Linked DNA regions of Mus musculus: region 1 is linked to region 2. Evidence: chromatin contacts called from public Hi-C data. All regions are on one chromosome and are shown on one strand. Each heading gives the region's core, a stretch centred on a gene start, on an enhancer-like site or on the middle of the called end of the contact. The rest is flanking DNA. Distances are from core to core; before and after follow the strand shown. Region 1 overlaps Focad (focadhesin). Region 2 overlaps Focad (focadhesin).

What was found. A called contact is a pair of places that touch in the nucleus more often than the background predicts.
Region 1: a Hi-C map of cortical neurons shows a contact between it and region 2, with 2.5 times the contacts expected there. The contact joins two enhancer-like sites. A contact is called at or near these places in 2 of 484 Hi-C or Micro-C datasets (cortical neurons and nephron progenitors) and 1 of 9 other capture datasets (liver).

Annotation. Positions count from the first base shown.
Region 1 is chr4:88,207,845-88,211,472 of GRCm38.p6, reverse strand. All of the region lies in intron 11 of Focad (focadhesin), which reads right to left. Among named protein-coding and RNA genes, the nearest start is that of Mir491, 88 kb to the right of the region's middle. Within about 2 kb of position 1,807, at least 25 of the 459 cell types and tissues checked have an H3K27ac peak or open chromatin away from gene starts, as enhancers often do. A contact at or near this core is called in cortical neurons, where this site is marked.
Region 2 is chr4:88,343,287-88,346,909 of GRCm38.p6, reverse strand. It overlaps Focad (focadhesin), which reads right to left. Exons shown (of 44, transcript NM_001081184.1): 27 at 2,093-2,331. Among named protein-coding and RNA genes, the nearest start is that of Hacd4, 94 kb to the left of the region's middle. Within about 2 kb of position 2,264, at least 17 of the 459 cell types and tissues checked have an H3K27ac peak or open chromatin away from gene starts, as enhancers often do. A contact at or near this core is called in cortical neurons, where this site is marked.

The sequences.
Region 1 (3,628 bases), core at 558-3,057, 130 kb after region 2:
TCTTCCCTGCCCCCACTCCAACTGATATGCTTTAATGAACCCATCAAAATACCTGTAACAAAAGCAGGCACTGAGAAATCCAATAGAATTTATATCCCTATTCACACCACTCTAACTGGTCCATAGCTTTTGGGCAATAAAGTAAGAAAGCTTTAAAGGAAAGGAGGAGGGGAAAGGCATTGAGATCAGATAATGAGAAATGGAGAAAATGTCAGCTACTTGATTTCAAAATTAACAAAACACAAAATTTATTCAAATTACTTGCAATGCTATCCCTAACAACTTTATTGTTCCCATAAAAGCTAACCTGCATCATCTAGTAAAATGGCAGAAATTTTTAGAGTGGTGATAAACTATGAATAAACACAGGAATAATACTGAATATTAGCCAAAGGAAAGAAGCTGCAGTCCCTACTCTAATGACTCTCTTATGAACACCTCAGATCAATAACTGTTTATTCACTTCTGAAAAATATTTCATAACAGATTTACCAATCAACACAGTTTCCAAGCAGAACTGAGACCTGAATTTACATAATCTGTCCTATATATAATCAAAGACTCTTACAAAGAAAGCAAATAGAATAAGCAGGAAGTCATTGCACTTCATCGTATCTTAAAGTACATAACCCAGCCAGCCCGGTGTCTACGCCTGTGCTTGCATGCACCCCCTACAGAAAAGAATACAGAAAGTGCATGGCATGTTACAGAAGACAGAGTGTGGCCCTAATGGACACTGACTAAAAATGGTCTAATGAGAAACATTGAAAAGCAACTGTTATCACACCACATCAAATTAGGAAAGTTTGTTAGGCAATCTGAACGGAATAACGTGATTGGCCTCCAGTGCTCCCCCACTCCCACCGTTTTTTTCTATATACAGACAGCAGAGAGTGAATCTTCAGGGGGGATTTCCCAGAAGGGTGTCATTTACCACTAAAATATTTCACTCCAGCAGTTGAAAGACCATAAAAGGGTGAATGTCCTCCAGAGTCTCTAATAACGGCAATAGATCTTGTGTTACTATTCACAAGTGACCACTCAGTCAGGCGATTTAATTTTTTCCCCGGCAGCATGGTTGGTTTCACACACAGTGTAATAACAGTTTTTGCACAACAAGACAATTCATCCGATGAGGAGAACTGCATTAAGCCTTTCATGAACAGCATGTGCCACCACAGCTTTACCCAGAGTTTGATTTAAGACAGCATAACATATGCATGCCTGGTTCTCCATTTTTTTACGGTTTCAAAAATGATTCCTGAACTTTCTTCAGGAACTTTCCAGACCACTGCCTGTGCCCTCTCCTACTTCAAAAAACAACCAGGAACTCATCGACTATTCAATGAGTGCTACAAAGATGCACTGAGAACCAGGCAACAGAAATGCATACCAGACTCCTCCTTTCTGCATGAGTGACATTCTAATGTCTCAAAAGGGAGAGAGTAAGAAAGGGGACATAGAGAACATACCTGGCCATTGAATCCACCTTCGTTCATCAAGGTATGACTCCAGTGTACCACTATTGTAACAGTACATAGCTGAGATGCTTTAACCAAAGTAAATTTGGAGACCCTCATTTGTAAATTTCAACAAAGCACAAAAATATAAACAGAGAAATCGAAGGAAAAGTGTGAAGCAGCCATCTGGTAGTGGCTGCTGTAGTAAATGTGCCAGCATCATTCAAGGCCCAGAGAAGCCGAAGCCTAAGACTATCCATCCACATGCTCACTCTCATGCTGCTGAGATTACTAAGGTTAAACCCATAGCCCCAGCAAGAGTGTAGTGACAGCTGGCAGAATTCTCCAGAGTCCCCTAACTTTACAACCTCTAATTGATGCTGATAGGTCTGGTCATCATCTCTCCACCACCCTGCCCCAGCCCCTCAGAAACCTCTGATATCTGCATCTGGAGGGGCTCTTTTGGGAAACAGGGTCAGCACACTGTCAGTACGGTGAAGGTGTCTGTACATCTCACAGCCCAAGAGGGATCCTCCTACTGCTCCATGGCCAGCAGCCAAACTTGCAGAATGAAAGTCTCATTAGACTTGGCACAGGGAAATGGTGTCTGCCTTATCCATTCAACAATCCTTAGGAATCGTGCTGTTGTGAACAGAGCCCTGTATATTCCCCTAGAGAGCTTCATCCCACTGGATTTTTTAGTAACACCCACCTGAGTTGCCCACATTTTATTATAAGAAATACTAACACGTGTTTTGCATTGACAAAATCTGTGCATGGAAGCTGATCATCACAAGTGCTAGCCAGCTAGCCATCACACACACACAAACACACACACACACACACACACACACACAAACACACACACGCTTTGTTTTTATATTTTTGCATCAAACATATTCCTCTTCAGTGTCACTTCCTCTTGACTTCTTATGGATTGCCTGATTACAGTTATGGCAGGCAAGTACCCAGAGACTATCATAAAGTCCCAGCCATCACTCTCTTTTAAGTTTTGAAGGGCATCATTACTAATCACTCTATCACTCATGTCCCTCAAAAGTGAGCGAGGTGCTTTAATGTGGACTAGAAGGAGAGATCAGAGGAAGACAGGAGCAGGTTCAAGTCCCAGTCACTAAAGTTGAGACAAAGAGCATGGGACGTGTAAGACTCACAGCCTCCTGGTCACTCTCTGGAGAACTATCATCCTGGCCCATCCTCTCATTTCCTAGCATCTGCACTTGAGTGACTGAGGAAAGGGCTGAGATGTCCGGCAGTTGTTGGACACCTCGGTTTGTTCCTATCATACTATAGGGTCCGCGTGTTTTCTCTCTTCCTTATATAAACCAGGGTGTCCACCAAAACTGTTACTTTTAAAATCCTATCATAAACACTTCATCTACCCCAAGTCTGATTTGCCCTGGTGGTTTAGAGAACTTTCCTCATCTTGCCCAACTTCAAGGCTTCAGGAGCTCATTTTTCTCAACAGCTATATCCACTTCAGGAACAACTTCCCTCTTCCCATGTATCCAGGTTAATTCAGAATGGCTAGATGTCTCTCTTGCCACCCCACTGTGACCTGATACCTATCAGTGCCTTGGCATATGTTCTGCATTCTGTCTAAATGTTTCCTCATTCCCCTACTTTAGGGAAACATACGGGCACTCTCCTCTGTGTTGCAAAAATGCTTATTTACTGCCACAGTGCAAAGTACTGTCTTGTATGGACAGTCATTTTTAGTGACTCTATCAATGCACTGAGCCTTAGCATTCCTGAGTGCAAGACAATATCCTTCCATCTCAATGTTATCAGCACCTACCATACAGGAGGGCTGCAATAAACATATGTTGTGTGATTAAATGTGTGACCTGAAAATGCTTAATAAATAACATGGGGCCTAATAAAAACACGACATGCACAGTATCTCAAGCTGAAGGATAACTCCATGATAATTGCACTTAGCACAGATAAAGATGCACCACTACCATGAAAGATTAAATACAATTTGCCACGAAGTACACATAAATAGTAAACTGCCACCAGCATAATTGTCATTAATAATAATCCAGAGTATGAGAAATAATGAAGATAGACAAGATTGAATTTGAAAAGTACTAAAGAAATAAAAGTCAATTGCTTACACTATTACTGTACAAAACTAATTACCCAAG
Region 2 (3,623 bases), core at 1,015-3,514:
GCAGCAAGCACTCATAACCTCTGAGTCTGCTCTACAGCCCCTAACCTTTATTTTATGGGGGAAAAAAGCAACAACAACAACAACAACAACAAAAAGACAAGTCTGAAAAACTACAACATCTGGTAATATTGTAATTACTAATTAAAACAACTACTGGTAGAAAGAACAAATAGTTCTGATTTATCTGATCTAAAAGAAATGGGCAAGTAGGAACCAGGGATTATTGTATGTTGACCATACTGTCAAGACACAGGTCCCAAGAAAAGAATAGTACTATTAGGCAAAGTTAACATCTACAGGCCAGGCATGGTGGTACACACTTTTAATTCCAGTACTCAGGACTTTGAGGCCAGCCTGGTCTGCACATCAAGTTCTAGGGCAGCCAAGGCTACATAGAGTGACTCTGTCTTAAAAAACAATGAAACAAACCAATCTACCAGTGTTCTCAGTGACTCAGCCACAGATGAGCTTCCTGTGTCCTTGTCCAGGATTCCCTGCAGGTACAAATTCAAGTAAGAGAGACAGGGGTGGAAGGCAACCTGGGAAGGATGATTACATTAAACCCCAATGCAAACCTGATAGTCATAAAGCCACTGCAGCACCTTATTCCAAGTTAATGAAGAAGTGAGCCCAGCTGGGATGGGATGAATCGAGTCGCCTACAGCTGAACTGCCAAGGGCTCGGTTTTAGATGGAGAAACATACGGCTTGAAAGCAAACGGAGGAAGAGCCTGAACACAGATGGTGAGGAGAGCACCATTTGTTGCATAGCAGCAAAGGGGAAAATCACTTTGAAGCCTTAAGCTTTTACAAAACACTTTATGTTCTATCAGACACGGGAGGAATGGAGGCGTCGATTCCCATGCAAGGGGCATATTCTTTGTTCACATCTAGAGCTGGGACTCCATGAATATTCTGGGCATGTCTCATTTTCATTTGCAGATACTATGCCAGTCATTCCACTTGTCTGACAGATGCTTCCAGAAGCTAAAGATGTCCTCTTGAAATATACCATTCCCAAGAGCATTAGCAATCTCCCCCAAAACACAATAGTGTTTGTTCAAGGTAAGCAAATTACAAACACAAACTTAAATTGAGCACTTTAGATGCTGTGTAACATCATTCATTTTATCCACAACACAGTGTTTTCTTTGGGACCACTAAATGCTACCAACTAGGAAGTGTAATACATCTAACAACATAGCTAGATGTTTCTCCCTATATCCTATTTCCCATGTAGGAGGAAGCGGCTGAAGTCCAAGTCACTACCATCAATATCCACAGTAAAGAAATATTCATGTCAGACTGCACTACGATCAACCTGGATGCATAAAATTCTAAGGTTTAATATAAAATACAGGGAAAAGACAAATTATTAACAAAGCTAAGATAGTTTAATTGATGTGTAGAAAACTTGCCCATTTAATGGAATTTTCCACCTGGGTCTTTCATATTCCTTTTGCACCATTCACTGATAATGCTTAGCAGCCGAAAAATGAGCAATCAAACCGAATAAAGCACCCAGCATAATATGCACAGATTAGGACTCTTTAAAGATTACTAACTGTAGTCAGGGCACAGAACAAAGGCAGCATTTAAAGCTGAGCACATGCTGTTCCGGGTGATTCTGTGACTCTCAGCACCTCTCTGCTACATGGGACTCCCCAGTTGTTTCTTCCCAGGTTATGGAGATGTCAATAAAGGAGCAACAATGAGAGGGGGAGGGGGAAGTTCCTCTTTACTTACAGTCCTCTAAGACGGTTCATGCCTATTAATTATACATTTGTACTACTATCTCAGCCTGAGATGATTTTCAAGTAACCAGTCACTTGAATACTAACCCTTAAAGAATACTAATATCCATGTAATATTTTAGGCAGTCAAACTCACCCATATATGAGAATAAGCAATAAATTCAACCATTTCAAAAAGTTTAGCAAGCACATACTGCTCAGATGCAATGTTTAGGTCCCTGCATGTATGTGTGTGTATGTGTGTGTGTATGTGTGTGTATGTGTGTGTGTATCTATATCTATACATCCCATCACCTAAATCACAAAGAGGAAACACAGCAATACTTCAGTCAACTGTACCTGAGCTTCTCTTCACACAAGCGAGAGAGAAACATCCCCAACGCAAGGCCCATGTGGATTTGCACGGCCTGAGATTCATCAGCACTTGGTTTCCCAGGTAACCTGGCAGTCAGCATGTTCAGGATTTCCTCAACCTTCTCTTTGCATGAGATAATGAAAACTGGCACTAGGAGAGACAAAGCCGTGGCGGCAGCAGAGCGCGCAATAGCGCTCGCTGTGTTCTCGCCAGAATAGGACTTCTAGAGCAAGCAAAGAAAGAAATCGGGTTAGCCTCTTGCTTTAAAACACAAAGGGTGCACATCTGTCACATGGGAGCTTCTCCTATACCTGCACATAAAGGAGACTCTCACTGTGACTTTTTGCACACCCAGCTTTCAGTCAATGTGCCCATCTACTACCGAGGAATGTGCTCTGAAATTAAGATGGAATTCTAAGTGCCCATGTTTCAAGGCTGCGGATTCTCTCACTATATAAAGTCAGTTTCAGTGTTTTTAAAAGCCTGCATGCAAATAACAGGAAAGCCAAATGGAAAGCTGCCTGAACATAGATGTGCTACATTACAATTGTTCAGAAAGCTAGGACTCGTCCAGAAAAGAAAAGGGGAAGGGCTGTGGATAAGAGTTAAGTTCACTGCGGAGGAACAGGTGGAAGTTCAGCACAAGGATCTATTGGCACATCTCCCAAATGTTTGTTTGTGGGAACACAACCCAAAGATGGGCTATTTTCTACAGGGGATTAATTCCTTTTACTAAAGAGGGAAGTTGTTGAAATTCTAAAATCTTCTGGTTACAAAGCAATAACCAGCTATTCAAAAGGAAACTGGGGGCTCTACATGTGCCTTCTGATATGCAATTATGGGAAGGAAAATGAACAACAGCCCTAATAAACTGACAGAGCAGCCGAACATGAACAGCATCTGCAAGAGTCCCACGTTAGAGCCCTCTGCCACACATGCTATACATTTCGTAAATGTGCCTCAAGTAGGGAAGAAAGTCTCTCTATCTGCCTCACTGTTATCCACTTGGGATTTCCAGACATGCCATAGAAGCGGCCTTTATTCCCAGCAGTCAAAGCACTGTACGGTGTGTGTTTTAATCCTGTGTGTTGGCTCCCTAAGCCCTAGGGCTTTAAGGATACACATCAAGCATACAGGACATCATACTGTACACTAATACAACATTTTCAAATGGCAATGCTTCTTAAATGGACTCAGCTACGTATGACACGGGAAATAAAGGAAGTGACTTTTGAAATATGTCCTTAAAATATGTAATAATGTAAAAAGAATTAAAGGGGTAAGCAGAAATTCTGAACTGGCCAATAAAGAGTTTGTCTTACTGGTTCATAAGGACTAAGCAGAATGCCTAGGATTCTCATGTAGTGTGTGTCCTGGTGAGTGTCTGACCCACACAGTTACTCTATATACTCCAAAACAATTTAAGCAAATTGTTCCTTTTCTGGAGGATTCTTTCTCTGAACAAAATTTAACTTCCAATTTAGTTTTCCTTTACCTATTTTTTTTTGTTGTTGT